Linked DNA regions of Mus musculus: regions 1, 2 and 4 are each linked to region 3. The links are chromatin contacts, called in public HiChIP or PLAC-seq and promoter capture Hi-C maps. All regions are on one chromosome and are shown on one strand. The core of a region is the stretch at or near the end of the contact, and the rest is flanking DNA. Distances in the headings are between cores, read along the strand shown. Region 1 holds the start of St3gal5 (ST3 beta-galactoside alpha-2,3-sialyltransferase 5). Region 2 holds the start of Reep1 (receptor accessory protein 1). Region 3 holds the start of Thnsl2 (threonine synthase-like 2 (bacterial)). Region 4 overlaps Reep1 (receptor accessory protein 1).

The links. Promoter capture Hi-C pulls out the DNA fragments that hold promoters and counts their contacts. HiChIP or PLAC-seq counts read pairs in DNA pulled down with a chosen protein or histone mark.
Region 1: an H3K4me3 HiChIP or PLAC-seq map of bone marrow-derived macrophages shows a contact between it and region 3, with 6 times the contacts expected there. The contact joins the promoter of St3gal5 here to the promoter of Thnsl2 in region 3. A contact is called at or near these places in 2 of 39 promoter capture datasets (pre-B cells and stem cell-derived epiblast-like cells) and 2 of 115 datasets of contacts at active chromatin or transcription factors (astrocytes and bone marrow-derived macrophages).
Region 2: a promoter capture Hi-C map of stem cell-derived epiblast-like cells shows a contact between it and region 3, with 4 times the contacts expected there. The contact joins the promoter of Reep1 here to the promoter of Thnsl2 in region 3. A contact is called at or near these places in 18 of 39 promoter capture datasets (the 3T3-L1 cell line, 3T3-L1-derived adipocytes, the HPC-7 cell line and 10 more), 2 of 115 datasets of contacts at active chromatin or transcription factors (embryonic stem cells and stem cell-derived neural progenitor cells) and 2 of 9 other capture datasets (adipose tissue and liver).
Region 4: a contact with region 3 is called in a promoter capture Hi-C map of embryonic stem cells, with 5 times the contacts expected there. The contact joins the enhancer-like site here to the promoter of Thnsl2 in region 3. A contact is called at or near these places in 3 of 39 promoter capture datasets (the 3T3-L1 cell line, cranial neural crest and embryonic stem cells), 1 of 15 datasets of contacts at CTCF or cohesin (stem cell-derived epiblast-like cells), 5 of 115 datasets of contacts at active chromatin or transcription factors (T-cell acute lymphoblastic leukemia, astrocytes, bone marrow-derived macrophages and 2 more) and 4 of 9 other capture datasets (embryonic stem cells, liver, macrophages and 1 more).

What each region holds. Positions count from the first base shown.
Region 1 is chr6:72,096,345-72,099,057 of GRCm38.p6, reverse strand. It overlaps St3gal5 (ST3 beta-galactoside alpha-2,3-sialyltransferase 5), which reads right to left and starts at 1,450. Exons shown (of 7, transcript NM_001035228.2): 1 at 1,276-1,450. The coding sequence starts at 1,354.
Region 2 is chr6:71,706,410-71,709,109 of GRCm38.p6, reverse strand. Reep1 (receptor accessory protein 1) reads right to left here and starts at 1,429. Exons shown (of 7, transcript NM_178608.4): 1 at 1,109-1,429. The coding sequence starts at 1,140.
Region 3 is chr6:71,143,059-71,146,046 of GRCm38.p6, reverse strand. It overlaps Thnsl2 (threonine synthase-like 2 (bacterial)), which reads left to right and starts at 1,667. Exons shown (of 9, transcript NM_001033929.2): 1 at 1,667-1,756.
Region 4 is chr6:71,768,703-71,771,687 of GRCm38.p6, reverse strand. All of the region lies in intron 3 of Reep1 (receptor accessory protein 1), which reads right to left. Among named protein-coding and RNA genes, the nearest start is that of Mrpl35, 54 kb to the left of the region's middle. Within about 2 kb of position 1,412, at least 10 of the 459 cell types and tissues checked have an H3K27ac peak or open chromatin away from gene starts, as enhancers often do. A contact at or near this core is called in T-cell acute lymphoblastic leukemia and embryonic stem cells, where this site is marked.

The DNA.
Region 1 (2,713 bases), core at 201-2,700, 950 kb before region 3:
CCTAGCCCTGCAACCAGCAATGTGAGAAACCATTCTGAGCTGTCAGGATATGGAATTACACAAAAGAAACCAAAACCTACTTTTCTGGTCCTTTCTTTCAGCAGACAAATCCCTCTTCTCAGGCCCAGCATTTGCGTAGGGCTGCAGGTAGAAGAGGATTTACAGTCATAAACCAAGGGAAGGCTTGGCTAGACACCAGAGGGCAGAGATGAGTGTGAGTCTCCTTCCTTTGTAAGTCTAAAACCCAGCACAGCTCTTGGCTGAAGGAACCTGAAACCCATCGGTCCCAGAAAAAGCACAACACATAAAAATGCCTCTTCCTCCTTTTAAGTACATCTACTTACATTTACACCTAATTTTGCAAAGGCAAAATTCATATATGTGAATTAAGACTGAATTACTGGGGGGAAAGGTATAAAAATTTCATTTCCAAGTCAGCTAGTGATTCTACAGAGTTCTCGCCAATTGACATATTTATTCTAAATGGTTAAAACCACAAACTCATTGTGGAAGAGACCCAAGCCAACAGCAAGTTAAGTCTTCCAGTACAGACCTGGAGAGCAAGCTCCCCACAGGAGGATATCAGTGTCTGCCAAGGTCATCCAGCTGATGTGCAGTAGGGACAAGAGCTTTCATTTACTGGGGTCCTACCAATTGTTCTCTAACACCCTCTCCGCAAAACAAACAAATAAAACAGCGCACAAAGAACGCGTCCCCTCGTCAGGACACAGCTTAAAATTTCCAAGAAACCAAAACGGTCTCCCAATGTGTCTCCTCCGCAGGACTGGCCGCAGAGAGGGGGCAGGGAAGGTCACCAGTGAATTTCTGCCAGCAGAAAGCTACCCACTTTCACACTGCACGTCTACCCACATGGATGCACCAGGAGGGTTCAGGCGCCACTAGTTACCCTGTACAAGGTTCCCCAAAGCAGTCAAGGGAGACACTGAGTCTATTCGACTCTGCCGGCTCAGAAGGTTCCAGCAATGAATTAAAATCCCAGAACCAAGCGACGTGAAGAGGGCCACTCTGGCTGGACCTGCCACGCGGGGCAGGTCATCCTTACCCGCAGCGCCGCGTCCACACCTGCGCAGGCTGCGCCGGGGGCGCCCATGTAGGCAGCCAGGGGCCGCGACCCTCCGCCCGTGTCCCCTAGCAGGCGCGTCCGGCGTCGCAGGGCTGGGGAGGAGCCGCTGGGCCTGGGGTATCGCAAAGGCGGATCGCCGCTATCTGGGCTCCCCGGTGTCCGCTCTGCCGACTGGGGGCTGCGCCACGTACCTCGGCAGGCAGGTGCCGCTGCTTGGCTTCGCAGCTTCTGGGGCCTCCGCGCCGCGCCGCCCACCGCCTCTGTGTGCATGCTAGGGAGGGAGCGCTGGCAAGCCGCCAGCCCGGGGCCCCGCGCCCCAGCCAGCCCCCGGCGCCGCGCTCGCGCCAATTCAGCCCCGGACAGTCCGCTCCCCCGCGCGGATGCTGAGGGGGGTGGGGGTAGGCGGGGGCGGGGTCGCGCGTCACGAGGATAAGGGAGACCAATCAGAGTGCGCCGAGGCCCCGCCTGCGAGCGGACTGTCCCCCCGCCCCCTCCGACTGCTAGTGCGAGGGGGAGCGGGACAACTCCAGCCGAGAAGTAGGTGGGGCGCCAGGCAGCCTAGGATGAGGGTGCCCCGCGCTCGGGGATCTCTTCAACTCTCCCCAGGCTTGCGCGTGATTAGATAGTGGAAGGCGTTCCGGAGAACCTAAGGTGGCTCTGGACCGGTTAAAGGCTTTGACTGAGCATCCAATTAGGAGTCGGAGCTGGGGAACTAAGGGGCTTGACGTAGTCACGTGCTTTATTCGCCAGCTGCCCACTGGTCTTCAGGTAATTACTGGTCCTGGGTTCCTGAGACCCAAGAGACAAATACCAGGACAAGCTAAATCAGCGGTTCTCAACCTGGGGGTCGCCTAATACCAATGGAAGACACGTTTATTTACATTTACGATTCACAACAGTAGTGGAATTACAGTTATGAAGTATCAACGAAAATACTTTTTATGGTCAGGGGTTACCACCACAACTTGAGGAAGTGTATTAAAGGGTCGCAGCATTAGGAAGGTTGAGAACGATTAGGCTACACGGTTGTTACTGTGCTAGTTACCAAAGCCAACCAACTTGTTTTAACAGGAGAAGGAACTGAGGTCTGTGTGGGACTGAGGGTGAGTAGCTTTGAAGTCATTTGGAGGCCGAAGCAGGAACAGAACCTGGGCTTGGAGCGCTCAAATCTTATTTGTCTGAAAGCTAGAGAGGCCCTGGCCTCTCACACCTTATTTTGGAAAGGAAATGCCATACGATTTTTAAAAACACATTTAATAAATCCCAAAATTGGTGCATTAAAAAGGCCTAAAACCGGACTGGATCTCCCTTTTAGGATATTTTTCCCCATGATCTTCTAGAAAAGCCGACAAGAAAGGGATCCAAAGCGCAGAGTAAATGATATAATGTAGCCAAGTTCTTCTGAGGATGCAGACCCTTTGTTACTGCATGTGTGTGTGGGAAATCCCCTAGTGCCATAGTCTTTGTTATATTGGAATAGCTTGCCTTCGACCTCAAGAACATTTAACCACAAAGGGGCATTCTGATAGTCAGGAGGCACGCTTTCCAAGATAACAGCTCCAGTTTTCTTGGTGACTGCATAGCAAACTCCTTTTTGGGTCTGCTCAAGGTCCCGTGCTAGATCTGTGT
Region 2 (2,700 bases), core at 180-2,679, 560 kb before region 3:
GGGCAGAATGATGCCTGGGAGACAATGGCCAGGACTTTAAAGACGGCTCTCCTGGATGGCTTTGCAAATCAGTTCAGAAGAGGAGAAAAGAGATGTGTGTGCCCTGCACTGTCAAAGGGAGTTAATAGCCCCTCTTTCTTAGACAAAGAAAATGCTGGGCACGTGTTCCTCATCCAAGCCCCCCCACCCCCAGACCCATTTCAGTCCCAGGTCCCCTAAGCAGGTGCTAAATCAATCTTCCAGATCCAGGTAAGAAAGGTGAGAGGCAATATTGGAAATAAAACAAAAGTCCCCATCACACATCCCCCAAGGACTTCATACAGGCCTCACCCCAGATGACTCTGCTCTCCTGCACCGCCTGGGAGGTATCACTGCCACCGCCCTTGGGGGGTGGGGGGAAGGGGTGCTGTCTGTCACTCGGAAATTTCCCTGTGCATTCCTAGAGATGCCTGCCCCTGTCTCTCAAACCCCTGCAAAGGAGAGCAGGCAAGAGGAAGGAAGACATCTACTCCAAGATGCACACTAATGTACTTGCCACCTGCCTTTGCCTCTGTCTATTTGAAAAACCTAAAAAGGAGTATTTTCCCACTTCATTGAGTGCCCCACCTCCATCTGGCTACTCATCTCCGCGATGACCCCTTCAGGCAGCGCCCCTGGCTTGTCTGGACTGTATGTCATTTTCACCCGACAAAGCGCGGCGGCAGGCGAGCCCAAGGCATTTTCTTCCAAAGGAGAGAGAACGCGTGGAGCACCCACTCGGGGCCTCTGCAAATCCGCCCCACCCGGAATGGAACAAAGCAACAGAGAGAAGGCGAGACCCATTGCCCAGCCCCGGCAACTCCACCATCGTGCGGGGACCCACGCCCCGGTCTCCCTGCAAGGCGCCGCCTGCGCCCGCGGCTACCCATGGGTCTGTAGCGTCGCGCGTCCTACGCCGCCTCGCGCTGCCCGCGTCCCCAGGCAGCTACTGTACCTGCTAAATTTAGCGACCGCCGGGTATTAATAGCTAGCGACCCGGGGCTGGTGGTTCGCAGGGGCGCGCGGCCCTAAGGGGACATGGGGATCGGGAGGGAAGGGAAGAAGGGACACAGGAGAAGAGGCCACTTACACCACCAGCCTGGAGATGATCCACGACACCATGGCGGGCGGGCGGGCTGGCGCGGCCCGGATTGCTGGGCTGCGGGCGGTGCTGCGCTCCCGGCACGTCTGTCTGTCTGTGCACCGCCGCTGCCGCCAGACTGAGCGCACCCGCCCGGTCCGGCCCCGCGCTCGCGCGTTGGCGCAGCCGCGGCACGTTCCGCCCGCTGCCCCAGCCCCCAGGGGCTCCGCGGGCCCACGGCGATTGGGCGGCTAGCGGTGAGGGCACCAGCGCGACCCGCCCCTGCTCCGATCGTCCCAGCCCCAGAGCTGCAGCCAGGGCGGGTCCTCCTCCGCCCTCCTTGTGAAACCGTGTGGTGCGGTGGCTCAGTGCACTGGGCCTCCGAACCCCCAGGGAGGGCTGCCTCACCTTCACTAGGTGAAGTGGGGAAACTGAGGTCTGAATCTGGACTTTGAAATCCTGCCTACACCTGTCTAGACGAGGTTCTGTCATTCTTCACTTAGATAATACGCTAGCCTCAGGAGAAACCTGAAGCCTTCAACTAGCATCCCATAAGTCAACATCTCAGCAAGTGTCTGCCTACTGACAGCTCTAGTGTCCCAACTCGATCTCTTTGACTGCAACCCCATCACCAGTCACCGCGTGTCCCTTCAGTTGTTTCTACTGCAGCTCTCTCTCTCTCTCTCTCTCTCTCTCTCTCTCTCTCTCTCTCTCTCTCTCACACACACACACACACACACACACACACACACACACACACGTCAGAGGTCAACATGCAGGAGTCAGTTCAATGCAGTTGTCCCGGTGATAGCTCGGGCCATCATCAGCCATGGCGGCAAGCACTAGGGGAGCGGTCTCACAGACCCACACCTCAGACATTCCCTGTCCATACATTCACTTCTGTCTTTGATTCGTCCTCCAGCCTCAGCTCGGAGGGCTATGAGAGCCGAAGGGCATCATACATCATGACCCAGCAGTGTTAACAGAGCCATGTGGCATCTTGGGCAAAATGGAAACCGCGTTCAGTATCAACACGTCAATGCATTTTTAAAATATTGCATCATATAGGATTTGTCTTGATCACGGAATTTTATGGTGTCCCTTTAAATTTTGCAGCCAGGCTTTGTGACTTGCTTTGCTCATCCTGAGGATGGACCTGAACCAACTTCAATAGCACTTGAAAGCCTTTGTCCTTTTTATCCCTGGGCTCTGCTGCTCCCTCCCTCCCTCCAGTAGTTTAGGTTCCAGTGACCTGCTCTTCTTTGCAGATATTCAGTTGTGTAAAATTCAGTGCCCAGTGTGAGAAATTCTGTAGAGACCTAGTTTATAGCTTTTTCTAAAGGAGCTCTGCCCAATGAGGCTTCTTGCAGAGGCAAGGTGACTTTGGACTTTGGCAGTGCCTTCAAATATGATAGAATATGCACGGTGACATGTGCCTATGACTCCAATTCTTGGGAGGTAGAAACAGGAGCCCAGGCTAGTATCCTAAGGCCATCCCAACCCCCTCATTCCAAATCCCAGGCGTGGTAATTGACCCTGTAACACTCACCCTCAGGAGGAGGAGACAGGAAGGCGAGTTCAAAGTCATTCATGGCTACTTG
Region 3 (2,988 bases), core at 418-2,917:
ATAAAAGACAAGAAAAATGGAAGAAACTCATTTATGGCTCCAATATAGAATATGAATACTACAGTTTACTGTGCAGCCTGCTCTCAAAGTCCAGCCTTCTTCCTGGAGTTCCTGTCTTGAACACCCCAGAGGCAGTAACCCCTAATGATTAACTTAGTTGTCTCCAGCCTTTAGCTCCTCTCCTTGGTGAGAAGTCAAAGTACACTTCACAGAAGAACTTTGGGCTCCCTCTGGGCCCCAGGGTGGTGCTGTCCTGTAGGCCTGCCTGAGCCAGGCAGGGAGGCTGTCCTTGGATGCGATTTCTTTGGGAACACTGTAACAAACACTGCTGACTTTTGTGAGTCCCAGTTTTCCTGGCTTCTGAATGGTTAAATGCACCTCATGGAAAGTACAGAAACACGTTGGAGAAGGTCCATGGCTGACCTGTATCCCTCAATAGGTTGGTGCCTCTGACCTCTGTCAACTCTATGGCAAGTCCCTGGCCCATTTTGTACTCAGAAGGCCTATCCCATATCCTGAGCAGGGACAGTCTCTCAGTGCCTTCTACCAGGAGACTGAGCTGGCTACTCAGGGGCAGCTTCACACACTGTTGCCTAGTGGATGGCCTGTGTAGGGGAGGACTAGACGGCAGGCAACTTGAATAAGCACAGGCCTCAGGAGGAGGAAGGAGACAGGCAAAGACCAGGCCAAGGCCAGGGCTAAGAATAAATCTTAGACTGTACTTGTCTGGTCCATCTTCAAACCTATGTTTATCTTGGAGCGTGAATGTAAATCCTGGGACATTTGATCATGTTTGGAGAAAAAAATACCCCAAATTCTTGCTTTTTTCCCTCCCTGAAAAATAAATTAGGGCCTGAGACTGCAGCTCCACTGGTAAGGTGCTTGCCGAGCCCACACAAAGTTCTGCTTCGATTCCCAGCATAAGCCGTTGGTAACACAAGTCTGTAATGTCAGCACTCAGGAGATGGAGATGGAAGATCGGGACTTCAAGATCATCCTTTACTGTATAACCAGCTTCCATGAAGAAGGGGGGAGAACATAGAGAAAAGGAAGGGGAGGGGGAAACTGAGTCAGACTTACGCTTCTATAGATAGTATTGTTCTATTAAGAATTTTTTAGCTAAATGATGCACCCATCTGGTGGATTTTAGCACAGGCTCTTGGATTTATGTAAACCAGAATCCTGAAAGCCAAAGGATGGAATGGTGGAAGGCTAAGTCCTTCTTCCCACATTGCCCTCTGATTTCTCATCTAAAAACAAAACAAAGCTTTTAATCCCAGCACTCGGTGGAGGAGTTAGGAAAGGGATGTGCAAAGACAGGCAGATCTCTTTGTGAGTTCAAGGCCAGCCTGCTCTACATACAATCTCCTGAGTGGCCAGAGCTACATAGAGACAGGTCTCTCAATAAGTAAACAAACAAATAAAAACAGAACAAAATGTCACCGTCTTTTATTCTATCGAGTCTCAGCGAAGATCATGAGTCTAAAAGAGAATCCAGAGTCTGAAAGGCACTCATTGAACACAAAGGCTAGTGTTCCGGTGTCTGCCTTGTCCCCCACCCGACCCCCCTACTCCTGTCTTCCAAGCTCTGTCTTCTACCCCTCCCCGAAGTCCCTTCTCCACTCCCCCTCCTCCGCCCTCTGTAGGAGCTCCTCCCCAGCTTTGGCTTTAAACTCAGAACCTCCGGCTCAGGGAAGTCAGAGCTGTGCGCGTCGCCCACTGGACTCGGGTCTCCAGGCAGCTCCGCGCCCCTACGGTAACCTCGCCCAGTTCTCTGCTGCGTGCCCCCCACCCCGCGCTCTCCACGGTGACACGTCAGATTTCTGGCTGCTGTCCTGGTCCCGTAGCTCAGCTTGGCTTCCGGGCCACCGTTTTAAAGCCAGCTGGGGCCTTAGGATGGCAGCAGCCCCAATAGCCCTAGCAGCCCGCGCGGGTGGAGGATTTCTCATGTTTTTCTCCTGCAGCCAGGGTTCGGCAGTGTGGGAGTAACCCGGAAACTCAGGACAGTGCGCTGTGTTCAGAGGGTAGGGATGGGGTCTTAGGGTTCGGCGAGCTCGCCAGCGGGTGTACACCGCCCGCCCTCCCAGGCCTTGCTTTAAACTCCAATCCAGGAGTAGTGATCTACCACTAGGGGCGAGACTCCATGCCTCCCCACCTCCGCTACCGCCGCGCCGAATCCCGCCCCAAAGGCGGGATTACTGTTATTATTTATCGTGGTTATTGCCCTGTCTCCGCTCTGGAATAAAATCCAGAAACGTTCCAAAAAGTAATTATCACAGTAAAGTACAGCGGAGATCTGAGTCCAGAGCCCTGACACAACAGTCTTAAAAAAAAAAAAAAAAAAAAAGTCGTTAGCTGTTTCTTGTAGCTTTTTCTGCGCTGTCCCTTGAAGTGATCTTTCAGAACCGACCGACAGCCCTTAATCCTGTGAGAAGCTTGGGACTGTTTGCTAATCAAGCCATCTTCTTATTCTGGCACATGCTTAGCTCAAGCCGGGCTTTCTTCACCTCTGTGCCTTGTTCATGTCTTTCTTGGGTTGCAGAATCCCCACCTCAGTGCCCGGGTATCATGTGGTCCATTCTACCGAGGACCAAGGACAGGGCTTTGGAAAAATGTTCCTCATAGCTCCACCTGCTTCTGCCCTGTCCCAGCACCCCCAGCCCTTTGATCAGTAGAACTCCCTGGCTGCATTTCCTTTAGTCAGGTCCAGAATCCTTATGCAGCAAGGATTTCAGGGCAGTTTGCTCTAACGTTGTTCACAGCATTCCAGAACTCCCTGCAGTTACTGAAGGCACTGCTAAGCCTTTGACCTCCTGGCCCTGCTTCTGCCTTCTGAGCAGCTGTGCCTATGTCCCATGTCATGGACTCCTATGTGGGCTGATTCCTGTGTCCCAGATTCCTAACGTCATTTCTGTTTATACCCATTGCCCAGCATTACATTATCCACCCTGGTTCTATTTGATAATATTCTTGGTTTCAGGCATGTCT
Region 4 (2,985 bases), core at 163-2,662, 630 kb before region 3:
ATCTCGAGGCTTTGTTGACTCTGGAGGAAGTGTCCTCGCCAGGGTAAGCCACTTCCTAGATCTAGCCAAGAAAGAGCTCCCAGTACTAGCACAGGCTCCTTCTGAACTTTCTTACTTTTTTTTTCTAATATTTTACTTTTAAATTGTGTGTATGTGTATCTATGTGTAGGTTTATGCATGTGAGTGCAGTGACTCTGGAGGCCACAAGAGGGCGTCAGATCCCTCTGAAGTTATAGTTACAGGAGATTGTGAGCCACCTAACATGAGTGTTGGGAACCTAATTCTAGTCCTCTGCGAGAGGAGCAAGCACTCTTAACTGCTGAGCCTTCTCTCTAGCACCCTCCCGACCCTGGAAATGAGAAAGGGCTGGTGAGTAAGGAAAAGGTCTATGCTCAAAGACCTTTAGCTTTTACATGCAGGTCAATAGTCTAGAGCCTGCAGGATCTCACACTCTCAGCCACTGTGCATATGCTTGCATTTCCCCATACCAGGACCAGATAGCCAGAGATGCTCCTATCTCTCAGAACCACTTACAATAGCGAACCCAAATCCTTCTCACGGAACCATGCTGACAGCAAGCCTCTGCCTCCAGAACCATCCTGGTACCTCCCCTAGTGGCCTTGTGTGGTGCTGCACTTCCTATTACTAGGGATCTTTGATGTGGACAAACATCTCCCTCCTGCCAGCCATTTTCAGGTCCTCAAGTCTGACCACACCTACTTAAAACAAACCCCAGACATCCTTACTTAAAATAAGATGCGGTGGGTAAAAGGGTCTCTTACGCTAGTCTGAGGGACCAAAAAGTAAGTCTTTCCCAGGCATCCTTCCCAGATGAAAGAAGCTAAAAATGAAAGCAACCCCTAGCGAGTCATTTCAGAGCCCTTCCAAACTCATACAGCTCCCTCTCCTCAGACAGCGGCCCACCTCACCAAAGCCCCTCTGCTTTCTGGCTTTAGCAGGCTCTTCCTGAATATTCACCAGTAACTGGGGTGAGGGTGGGGTTCTTCCCCGGCAAAGTCGGTTCATCTTTCACAGCTACAAAAGACCAGGGCTGAAAGAGGGGAGGCGTGATCGATGCTCCCCACCCCCAGAGTGGGACACAGCGCTCATTAAGAATGGAGGAACTTTTGTTTTGAAGACAAATTATTAGCCAGTCCAAGGGGAAAGCTACTGAATCCAGCAAGTTCACATACCAGCCTAAGAAACACAGACAGTCCCAAGGACAGCCATCAATCACACTAGAGCTCTCCTAGTTATTGTGTAAAAGAAATTTTTAAAAAGTAGGTCATGCATGCGCATAGTTAAGAAATGCTAAAGAATCCGAGAGCATACAGAGCTTCCCTCCCACCCAGGCCCTCTAGACTCTCTTCTTAATCTTTATTGGGCTAGGCCTATTCAATCAGGTGGGTACCTGTGATTCCCTTAACTGCCTGTTGGTGGCATTCTCTGTTCTCTATACCCCCGACACCTTGCTTTCCCTAATCTGCCCAGAATCAACAGTATACATTGGGGACCATCTCATACCAGAACATGGAAAGCTCCCGTCTCTTTCATAGCTTCCTATACATGTGTAAGCATCTCCCGGGGAAAGAGATTGATGACAAGCATCCATCATAAGCCAAGCTTCCAGCAAACCTCCCTGTATGTGCTTCTCTCTGTATGCACACCAGTGAGGCTATGGTCCGGGTACTCAGGAGTGGATGATCTGTATGCACTTTGTAGATAGCAGGAAACCGTCATTTAGATCTGAGTAACCACATTCTCACTGCACAGCCAACTAAGAGCCTCTGTCCCAGGCTACAGCATTAGCATTTAGGAAATACATATGTCTATTTGACCTTCCCAGGGGCCCCTCTGGACTGCCCAGCCTACCTTGATTCCCTGAACCATTTGCTATATAGATCACTTGTTTTTTTTTAGAATCTTTTTAGCATAATCCATCCACCCACACTGATGCAGCTTTTAAAAGCTTCAGCAAGAAGTCTGAAAAGATGTCCCTTGCTCCCCAGAGGACCGGAGTTTGGCTCCCAGCACCATGCTGGGAGACTCACAAATGCTTACACCTCCATCTCTGGAGAATCTGACACTCCTTCTTCACATATGCCTATAACGAGTGCAGACACATTCGTATACTCTCTCACACGCAAATACACTCCTAATACCTTTAAAAAGCAACAATAAAAAGTTTCCTGTTTCTGGACCTTTTGGTTCATTCCTTGGGCCTTCACTAGGCAGACCAACAGAGCATAGTACAGTGAAGATTCAGGTGGCAGTGTTTGGTGTGGCCAGTAGGTCTGCCTTTTGAGCACTGTCCCCAACCTGATACCAAGTAGCTCTAGACTGTATAGGAGGCCACTATTAGGCAGTCATGTCTATCCTGGTGATGGAGCCTGGTTTGTCTCTTTTTCTTTTTTGCCTCTCTCCCTCTCTTCTTTCCTTCCTTCTATCTTCTTTCCTTCCTCCCTCCCTCCCTCCCTCCCTCCCTCCCTCCCTCCCTCCCTCCATCCCTCCCTTGACACAGGCCTCATTACGTAGATTAGACTGGCTTTAAACTCATAGAGCTCTGCCTTCCTCGGCCTTCTGAGGATTGGGATTAAAGGCTGTGGGGTTGGAGACTGCTTTGATGATACCCAGGCATAGGGTGATCAATGGTTTGTAGAAGAGCTCAGATAAGAGGAGGGATAAGAGGAGGATGTACTTCCAGGCTTCAGCCCTTAAGCCCTCGAAAGGCTTGGGATAGTCAGGGGTAGTGTAATGGGCATGGTGACAGTTGCCTGTAAGTCCTAGCACTCGAAACGCTGGGGCAGAAGGATCATGAGTTTGGGGCCATCCTAGGCTATACACCAAAACCTTGTCTCCAAACAAAATTAAGGAGTAGGGATGCTTGGTTGGTAGAGTGCTTACTTGGCATGCATGAGTTCCTCCATCCTGGCACAGAAGGTGCTGTACACCTGTAAACCCAGCAACCGGGAGGTGGAGGCAGGA